Linked DNA regions of Gossypium hirsutum: region 1 is linked to region 2. A link is a contact called in public Hi-C data. All regions are on one chromosome and are shown on one strand. The core of a region is the stretch at or near the end of the contact, and the rest is flanking DNA. Distances in the headings are between cores, read along the strand shown. Region 1 holds the start of LOC121207578. Region 2 holds the start of LOC107896437.

Region 1 (4,246 bases), core at 1,454-3,953, 360 kb after region 2:
TTATGGGTGCGTAGGCATATATCCCTATTACAGCAAACTAAAACATGAGTCCCAGTGTTCATATAGACCATATAGTTGCCCTTATGCTGGGTCAGAATGCACAGTGGTTGGTGATATTCCTTTTCTTGTGGCTCACCTGAAAGATGATCACAAAGTTGACATGCACAGTGGCAGCACCTTCAACCATCGTTATGTCAAATCAAATCCGCATGAGGTTGAAAATGCTACATGGATGTTGACGGTATTATTACCTTCTTCTTGCTTTGTACTTCTTATCATATTTCATTTCTCTCAGAACCTTCTAGAAGAGGAATTATTTTACCATTTCTGCAAAGACAAGAACTGCAAATTTGTTCTTGCATGTCCATCCCGTTCATAAAGGATAAGGATTTTCTATGATCATTACCAATGTGCTGTCATATTGTTCAACCATTGAAAACAGTTATAGAGGGGATCCGAAGCTACCAAAGCGGCTTCAATATACAAAATTGAAGATTGTTATGACATTGGTTTCCGCTCTGAATGGCCATGATTTTTTCAATAGACTGAATATTGTTATTTAGAAGATTTGATTTAACAATTTTGTAAGAGGTAGGGGACTGATTTTTGGATATCTTCTGGATTTTCAGGTTTTCAGTTGCTTTGGTCAGTACTTTTGCCTGCATTTCGAAGCCTTCCAACTTGGGATGGCTCCCGTTTATATAGCATTCTTGCGGTTTATGGGTGATGATAATGAGGCAAAGAACTACAGCTACAGCCTTGAGGTGGGTGGGAATGGGAGGAAGTTGATTTGGCAAGGGGTTCCAAGAAGCATACGAGACAGTCATCGAAAGGTTCGTGACAGTTTCGACGGTCTCATCATCCAACGCAACATGGCATTGTTCTTCTCGGGAGGAGACAGAAAGGAGTTGAAGCTTAGAGTAACAGGAAGGATATGGAAAGAGCAGTGATTGGGCTGTTTCCTTGATTCTATTTTGTGGTAATAGACAGTAGATCGGTTACTTTGGGTACGTTTTACGGGTCTTCTGCTCATTTATTTCTTGGTTTGATTTTTTTTTTTTGGGGGGGGGGGGCAAGCTCTCTTTGCTTATCCATGCATCAAATACATGAATTGAAAGATGTTAAGTTTAATGCCTGAAAATCTAGTTTCTACCTACAATCAATTTAGAGAATAGAAATTGCAGATTTACATCTTACAAAGTGCCTTCTTTCTTTATACCCCTTGTTATTATGGAATTTCAGATTATTTAATTCAACTATCGTTGATCAACGCTCACAAATATCTGTCGTTTTGTATATAATCGCAGCTTTCTTATGATTCTGAAAAAGATTAATGTAGGTGTTTGAGCTACGCCACAAATTATTCAGTTATGCTTTTTTTCTATAAAAAAAGATTCCTATTGGCTGAAAGTCTTCACAAAACCCTTAAATCAGCTAAAAATAGCTAATTATTCAGTTTTAGCTGAATTAACCTCTGAAATAAAATTTAATTCGCTTTAACTGATTAATAAATAATTTTCTGATTTGATTAATAGGAAAAATAAATAAATTACACCCGTAATCACTTAACTTTAATTAAAATAACAAAATAATTATTAACGTTATCGAAAAATGACAAATCATCAATCACCCACTAACATAGAGAAAGTTGGAAACTTAGGATCAAGAAATTAAAATGAGAAAAAGGAACTAAAACCAAGAAATGACTTGCTTGGCTGATTCGATTTTCATCAATTTATGACAAACCCATTATTTAAACAAAGCAAAATAGAAACAAATTCTTATGACCAACATCAACAATGGAAACCAGAAACGGTCACAATTTCACAACAAATCACAAGAATAAACTAAGTAACTAAACATCATTTTTTTCAAAATTTCCTTCCCCTTCCTTCTAGAAAATTAAACACAAAAAATCAATAGAATATACTCACACATATGAATGCGGAAAGAAAAGGGAAAAGGGAACACTATTTCTGGCAGTGAGTTAAGGTTTTTCTTTTGGGATTTGAATATTGTTGTCAAATTTGAGAATTGTGACCGGTGGGTGTTGCAACGAACCTCTGAAGCTATAGTGACATAATCACGGTCGACATCTTCATTTTTTCTCTCCTTCTTTTACTATCCAACCCAGCTAGGGTTCTTAAACTGGAACCGTTTACACCGTGGAATGATAGGTCAGTTTTCCGTTACAGACTTAACCAAAATGGTAATTAATTACAGGTTTCTTATTTTTTTAAAATTTGATGATTGAATTGTAACATTTCAAAGCTCAATATTTATTCTGTTATTTTAATCAAAGTTGAGTGACTGTCGATATACTTTACCCTAAAAAAATTGTAAAATGTTAAATTACTAAAAACAAACCATTTATATAGGCCCACATGAACTTAACATGTAAATAAAAAAGCTTTCTAAAAAACTAAAAGCCCATTTAGGTATGAATTACAAAAAAAAAAAAGGTTAACATGGATATAAGTTGAAGTTAAGAATTTATTAAAGTAAAAATTAAAATATTAAAGGTTTTAGGAATTTTTAGTATATAAAAAATATATGTAAAAGTTTCTACTATTGGTTAATTCAATGGTAGAAGAATCAATCAATTTTAAAAGCTTAACCCAAATCCCCAAATCCCCAAAGGCCCAGCCCATGTTTTAAGCCCTAATTTGATTTTAATTTCGCTCTCTTGTAAATAAAGTTTCTCCCCAGAAAACTGAAAAATCCCAATTTCAAACGCTCTCCAAAATCCCCCCAATTTCCTCTTCTCTGAAAATTAAAAATAAAATAAAAATTGAAGTGCAGTGCAGTTAAGTTACACACTTCCAATTCATCAAAGAAGAAGACGAGTGAAAACGAAAGGCACATGCTTTAAAATGGCAGCCTCATCGCCATCGGCGTCGAAAAGCACCTCCGACGCAACCACCACCACGACAACTACGACGGCTGCAGCGACGACGCCGCTGCCTCATCCTTCTCCGCCGTTTCAGCGTATGGATACGCTGCCTAAGACACAACGTGGGCTTAATAAGCCTAAATGTATTCAATGTGGCAATGTTGCCCGTTCCAGGTAAAAGGAGAAAATATCTTTCGTTCTCCTTTTATTTCTTTGTTTAAAATTTATCTTCATGTGTAGTTATGGGATTTCGTTCTTTTTTGTTTCATTTCTTTTTGTGGAAAATTTCCCCCCAAAAGAACAAATGTTATAATTATCCAATGAAATAGCAGGATACACTTAGTTCGAATTTAGACTCCAAATTTATTATAATATGGATGTCAATTGTTGTTATCTGGTTTTTGTTTGGTCAAAAGTTCCCGGAAAATATATGCTATAAACCGTGGTAAATTTTGTTAACTCTGTAAATAAGTTTAGATATTTGATTAGTTTAATCCATTTGAGGAAGTTCTAAAAACTTCATTGCTGGTGTTTGAAAACAGTACTTCCTTTTAGTGGTTCATTGAGCTTGAAAAGTTCTCCCATCAAATCAATCTTATTATTTTGATTTCTTTTGCAGGTGCCCCTATCGTTCGTGCAAGAGTTGTTGCTCAAAAGCGCAAAATCCGTGTCATATTCATGGTATGCCGAGCAAACTTGAAAGATGAGAGTTTATTTTGGTTAAATTCTAGTCGTTTTGGTAATCAAATGATATCCCATTTTGTGGTTACTTATAAAGAAGTGGGAGTTTTAATGTGAGTGATATGAACTAAATTTCATGTTGGACATGGCTAGAATGGATTTTATCTTGAAAATGAGTTTTGCTCTGGTTATTGTCTAAAATGTCAGTCATTTTAGTAATAGGGTGATATTTGATTTTGTGGTCACTTACAAAGAAGTGAAAGTTTTAATGTCATTGGGTGATTATAAAGTAAAAATGTATAATTCATGTTGGACATGTTTAGAATGGAATTTATCTTGAAAATGAGCTTAATTTGGTTATTGTTAAATGTCAGTCATTTTGGTAACCGGATGATAACCCTTTTTGTAATTACTTATAAAGAAGAAACTAGAGTTTTAAGGTCAGTGGGTAATATGAAGTAAATTTCATGTTGGACATGATTAGAATGGATATGATCTTGAAAATGGGCTTACTTTGGTTATTGTCAAATGTCAGTCATTTGAGTAACCAGATGATACCTGGATTTGTGGTTACTTATAAAGAAGAGTTTTAAGGTCAGCGGGTGATATTTAAGTAAATTTCATGTTGGACATGTTTACTACGGATATGATCTTGAAAACGAGTCTACTTTG
Region 2 (4,446 bases), core at 1,868-4,367:
CCATATATGCGTCAAACACAAATACATAAAAAAAGATGAAGAGTCAGAGCAACATAAGTTTTATATATAAGGTTGATAGAGAACTTCTAAATAAATTGTTTTAATGAAAGGCCAAAATCTCCCAAAGATGAATAGCATAATTATCCATTCAATACAAATTAAGAAACTAGGGGAGCTTATAAGCTAACCTTTCAAAATAGCATTAGCCATGATTTGGAGATATCAATATCACCATCTCCATCCATCTTTTTCCTATATTAAAGACAAGGCGAAAAGACTTTTAGTAAATAAGGTAAGTGAGGGATAGTAAAGAAGAGAACAAGATACAAAGAGTAAAGAAGATTAAAAATCTAAATAAATAAGATCATATTTTCAATACCTAAATATAACATGCTATCACAAGACACAATAATTCAAATATCTTAAACTTTCATGTTCCAAAAGTCATTTTCTGAGTCCTCACAGGAACTTGGCTTAGAAATATAGACAAGAGGAAAACTTGGGCATCTAAAGCAAAACTGATTTAAAAGGGAATAACAGTCTTTCACTCTCATCACCTACCATCTCCTTCGAGACTCGATTACGTTAGGAAACAGAAGATATATGAATGAAAATTGATACAAAACAAATATGTGGAAAACCAGGGCATCTAAAACAAAACCATTTTAAAAGGGAACAACAGTCTATCATTCTCATCACCTACCATCTCCCCCGAGACTCAATTATTATATGAAACAGAAGATATATGAATGAAAACTGATTAAAAAAAAATAAGCATTTGTTAACCAAGTTAGCAATTGTTTCATGCCCTTTTTTTCTCTTTCTATTTTCTAATATCCAAACATATGGTCAAGCACAAGGTACCAAAAGAATAAACATTTGGAACATTTCATTGATCAAAGTTTTGGAGTCCTCGTCTTATAATTGTGGCCTAAACACCTAACAACCTATCAAGTTGAGAGTGAATGCTGAAAGTCACTTCCATCTTCTATTTAGTTGTAAATATCTACTTACAACATTGAAATACCATTTGATTGCCTCAAGGACTAACATACCATAATATTGATAATCATCCAACTATGGTTTTAAGTTTGCTAACAATTTTTAAGTATCCTTTCCTTCTCGAGTAATCAAAGACTACAAAGCATCAAACCAACAAGAAATGCAGAGTGTTCAAAGAAACCCACCTTGAATCCGGCCTCGTTGTTTAGTGTGATCAACAACTCGTATATCGAAACCACAAAGTACAGTTTACATGAAAAACCCAGAAAACTAGAGAGAAAAAGTGGCTGAGAAAAACATAGATAACCAACATCACATAATTTTCAGACCACAGAGTGTATTCCATCTACTGCTTCTAAAAAATAAGTAGTTCCATAGATCAAAAACACTAATCAATTCACACGATTACTGTCTAGAATCTAAATAACCATATTCAAACAAATAATGTAGCTTGCATTGAAAATGAAGAAAATGAAACAATTAAAAGAACTACTAAAAACTAAATTAATAAAATCAACATCAATTAAAATTCATAGGCTTATTGTAGATGCAATTCTATTAGCTTAACTAAGCATAAAATCAAAACCCATTAAACTCTAATGCAGGAGAAATGTTAATTAATTCATTAAAAATAAAATTCAACATAAAAATGTTACTTAAAACCCAAAAAGCTTAATTGTAACAAGATGTTAATCAAGACATTAGTATTAAAACAACAAAAATAACATTCTCTCATAGACCAAAAACCCAAATTCAAGAACTAAAAACCCTAGACCACCCAGACTCGAAAATCAAAACCCACTTAAAACATACAAATATAAAACAGAGGAAGAAAAAACCGAGAACCAATCAAAATTACATGAAAAAAAGGCATTTTTTAGTGATGTAGACGGCGTGGAGCTAGCGTTTGCCTTTTGTTACTCTGATTTTTTCTCGTCCTTGTTCTTGTCATTTTTATTGTTGATGATGGATTCAGTGGCAGTGAAGTTGGAGTTAGAAGTAGGATAACTAATGGAGTTTTCTGAGAGGGTTCCTTTTGCTGGTTTTACTTCTTCGTTTTGTTAATGATGATTCAGTTTCTTTCATCTTTCTCTTCTTTCCAGAGAAATCTGAGCGTGGGTTTTGTTTTATAGAGTGCATTGATGCAGCTGGTTTTGAGTTGGCGGGAAAATTCAGTTAATATAGCCATGAAAATGGAGGGATTCGGGAAAGGATGGAATTATTGAGGAACCGTTGAAAGCTCTGGACGCTGCTCCAATCCAACAAGTTATTGGATTCCTAAGACACAACCGCCGACATTTTCAAAATCGAATGCTTTTGGGCCAATTTGGTTACCGTATATATGTCAAATGCCAAAGCAAAGCTAAATTCTAAACTATTCTGTTGCCATGGATGAAGCCCAATGTGCTTCAGTTTGTAATATTTGTTGGCTTCTCTCAGTGTTCTTAGCCCACATCTATAATAAAGTTGAGGGTTAATATAATTTTTAATCCCTAAACTTGGTAATTAGGTCTACTTTGATATTTGTATTTTTTTTAGGTTCACTTTGTTATTGAATTTAACAATTAAGTTCATTTTGATCTTTTAACTTAAATTCCATCAAGATGTGAGGACGTGGCACTCTAAGATCGTACCACATCATCATCTAAATATTTTAAAAAAATATTTTTTTTGTATTTTTCAAGTGTGGATGTATCATAATTTCAAAATATTATGTCATCAAACTTTTACATATATGAAATTGAGGCACAAAATTGAACAAAAAGAAACACATCCAAGATATTTGTGTTAAAATCAAAATGAATTTATTAGTTGAGGAGGAATAAACAACTTTGATGTTTGGTGAGCTAATCAAAGAAAATAGTAATTCCCACTGCTGCTAACACCACCACCTGCTCAAAGTGAGAAATATAATTAGCTCCTAGTTTTTTAGTTCAGGTCCAAATGCTAATGGCCCACAGGATCTACGCACATGTCAAAAAAGTAAAGACAGGAACGAAAACCAGCCAACAGGTGAGAAAGCCTCTGGTTTAACTTTATCCAATGTTCCAAGAGATAGTGAAAACCTCAAATCCAGGGGCCACATGCACCGCATTCCCAACAAAAGCACACGTTTCAACATCATCTCACTTTCTCTATAAATTACTTGCCCTCTTCCCTTTCAATCTCAGCTTCACACATAACTAGCAAAAACAGATAGTAACCAGAAAAACATGGAGGCATTTCAGTCTTGGGTTTCAGAACACAAGCTCACTAGCATTGGTCAGTTTAAGATTTAATTCCTTTTGTTTCATTATTTTTTCTGGATGTTCATTTTTTTTGTTGATATGGTGAAATATTGGATCCTGCAGGTGCAGTTTGGGCATCTGCAATTGGGGCATCGTTGGCTTATAACAGCCGTGGAAATAGCCCTCTTAAGCCAAGTCTGAGGCTTATTCATGCAAGGTTTATACCATTTTTCTTTCTGAAACCTGATTAAACTCAGCTTAGCATGCATACTTCTATCAGTATTTTTATGTCAGATACTGCTGATGATGATGATGATGAAAATGTGTTTGATTTGATGTAGGATGCACTCACAAGCCTTAACACTGGCCGTGCTGTCTAGTGCAGCAGCTTACCATTACTATGAAAAAAGTACCAGTAACCAAGAGAAGGTCACCAATGCCTAGACCAGATTCATAGCTCATAATAGCTATATTATGTAACATTGAAATCTTGATTATTAGTGGTTTGATGATGATGAAAAAATCGAAATTAATGATGTATCCTTTCTTTCTTTTTTTCTGAATGCGACCTTTGATTGGTCTTTTATCATTCTACTTTCTAGTTTCTTTTCATAATATCACCAAGTTGAATGAAAGGAATATAACGTACCAGGTTAATTCTAGGCACTTGGATTGGAGTGTGAATAATTTATGCAAGCATTGAAGCAGCTGTATCATTTGTTCCCATAGATGCCATTTCTAATAACAAACCGACAAGAAATGCAGGCAGCAATTGAAAAGAAATAAACAGAAGGGAAAGAATGAATCGATAGAAACCGAAAAAGCAGTGATATCAATCTTTAACTAGAAAAGAAAAAACAAACCAACATTTTCTTCTCAACCCTCATCTTCATTTCTTGGTGAAATAAAGAATAGCTTACAGCAAATATCCATGGTGATCAAAGTTCATGGAATTCCCCTCTCTACATGCACTGCACGCGTCTTGCTTTGCCTATGCGAGAAAGGCCTCCAATACAAGCTTGTCCCGGTCGATGTCGAAAATTCTGCCCACAAAAAACCACCTTATTTATCTCTAAATGTAAGGCTATTAACCATTGGGGTTGATGGGTCAGGTTGGTTTAGGTTGGGTTCAGCTTCATCTCTTATATACTAATTGTTTAAATTCGGCCCAAACATAAACATGATATTTTATCAAATCACCTTCATATTTATAAAT

What was found. A called contact is a pair of places that touch in the nucleus more often than the background predicts.
Region 1: a Hi-C map of leaf shows a contact between it and region 2, with 1.8 times the contacts expected there. The contact joins the promoter of LOC121207578 here to the promoter of LOC107896437 in region 2. A contact is called at or near these places in 2 of 34 Hi-C or Micro-C datasets (hypocotyl and leaf).

What each region holds. Positions count from the first base shown.
Region 1 is chrA10:104,901,223-104,905,468 of Gossypium_hirsutum_v2.1, forward strand. It overlaps LOC121207578, which reads left to right and starts at 2,704. Exons shown (of 5, transcript XM_041077907.1): 1 at 2,704-3,067; 2 at 3,513-3,574. The coding sequence starts at 2,874. It overlaps LOC107916315 (E3 ubiquitin-protein ligase DIS1), which reads left to right. Exons shown (of 5, transcript XM_016845510.2): 4 at 1-241; 5 at 630-1,196. The coding sequence ends at 950.
Region 2 is chrA10:104,537,959-104,542,404 of Gossypium_hirsutum_v2.1, forward strand. It overlaps LOC107896437, which reads left to right and starts at 3,118. Exons shown (of 3, transcript XM_016821602.2): 1 at 3,118-3,264; 2 at 3,354-3,447; 3 at 3,572-3,819. The coding sequence starts at 3,216. The coding sequence ends at 3,674. LOC121207573 (a long non-coding RNA gene) reads right to left here and starts at 2,279. Exons shown (of 2, transcript XR_005902655.1): 1 at 189-2,279. It overlaps LOC121207575 (a long non-coding RNA gene), which reads right to left. Exons shown (of 3, transcript XR_005902656.1): 1 at 3,880-4,446; 2 at 2,975-3,185; 3 at 2,729-2,894.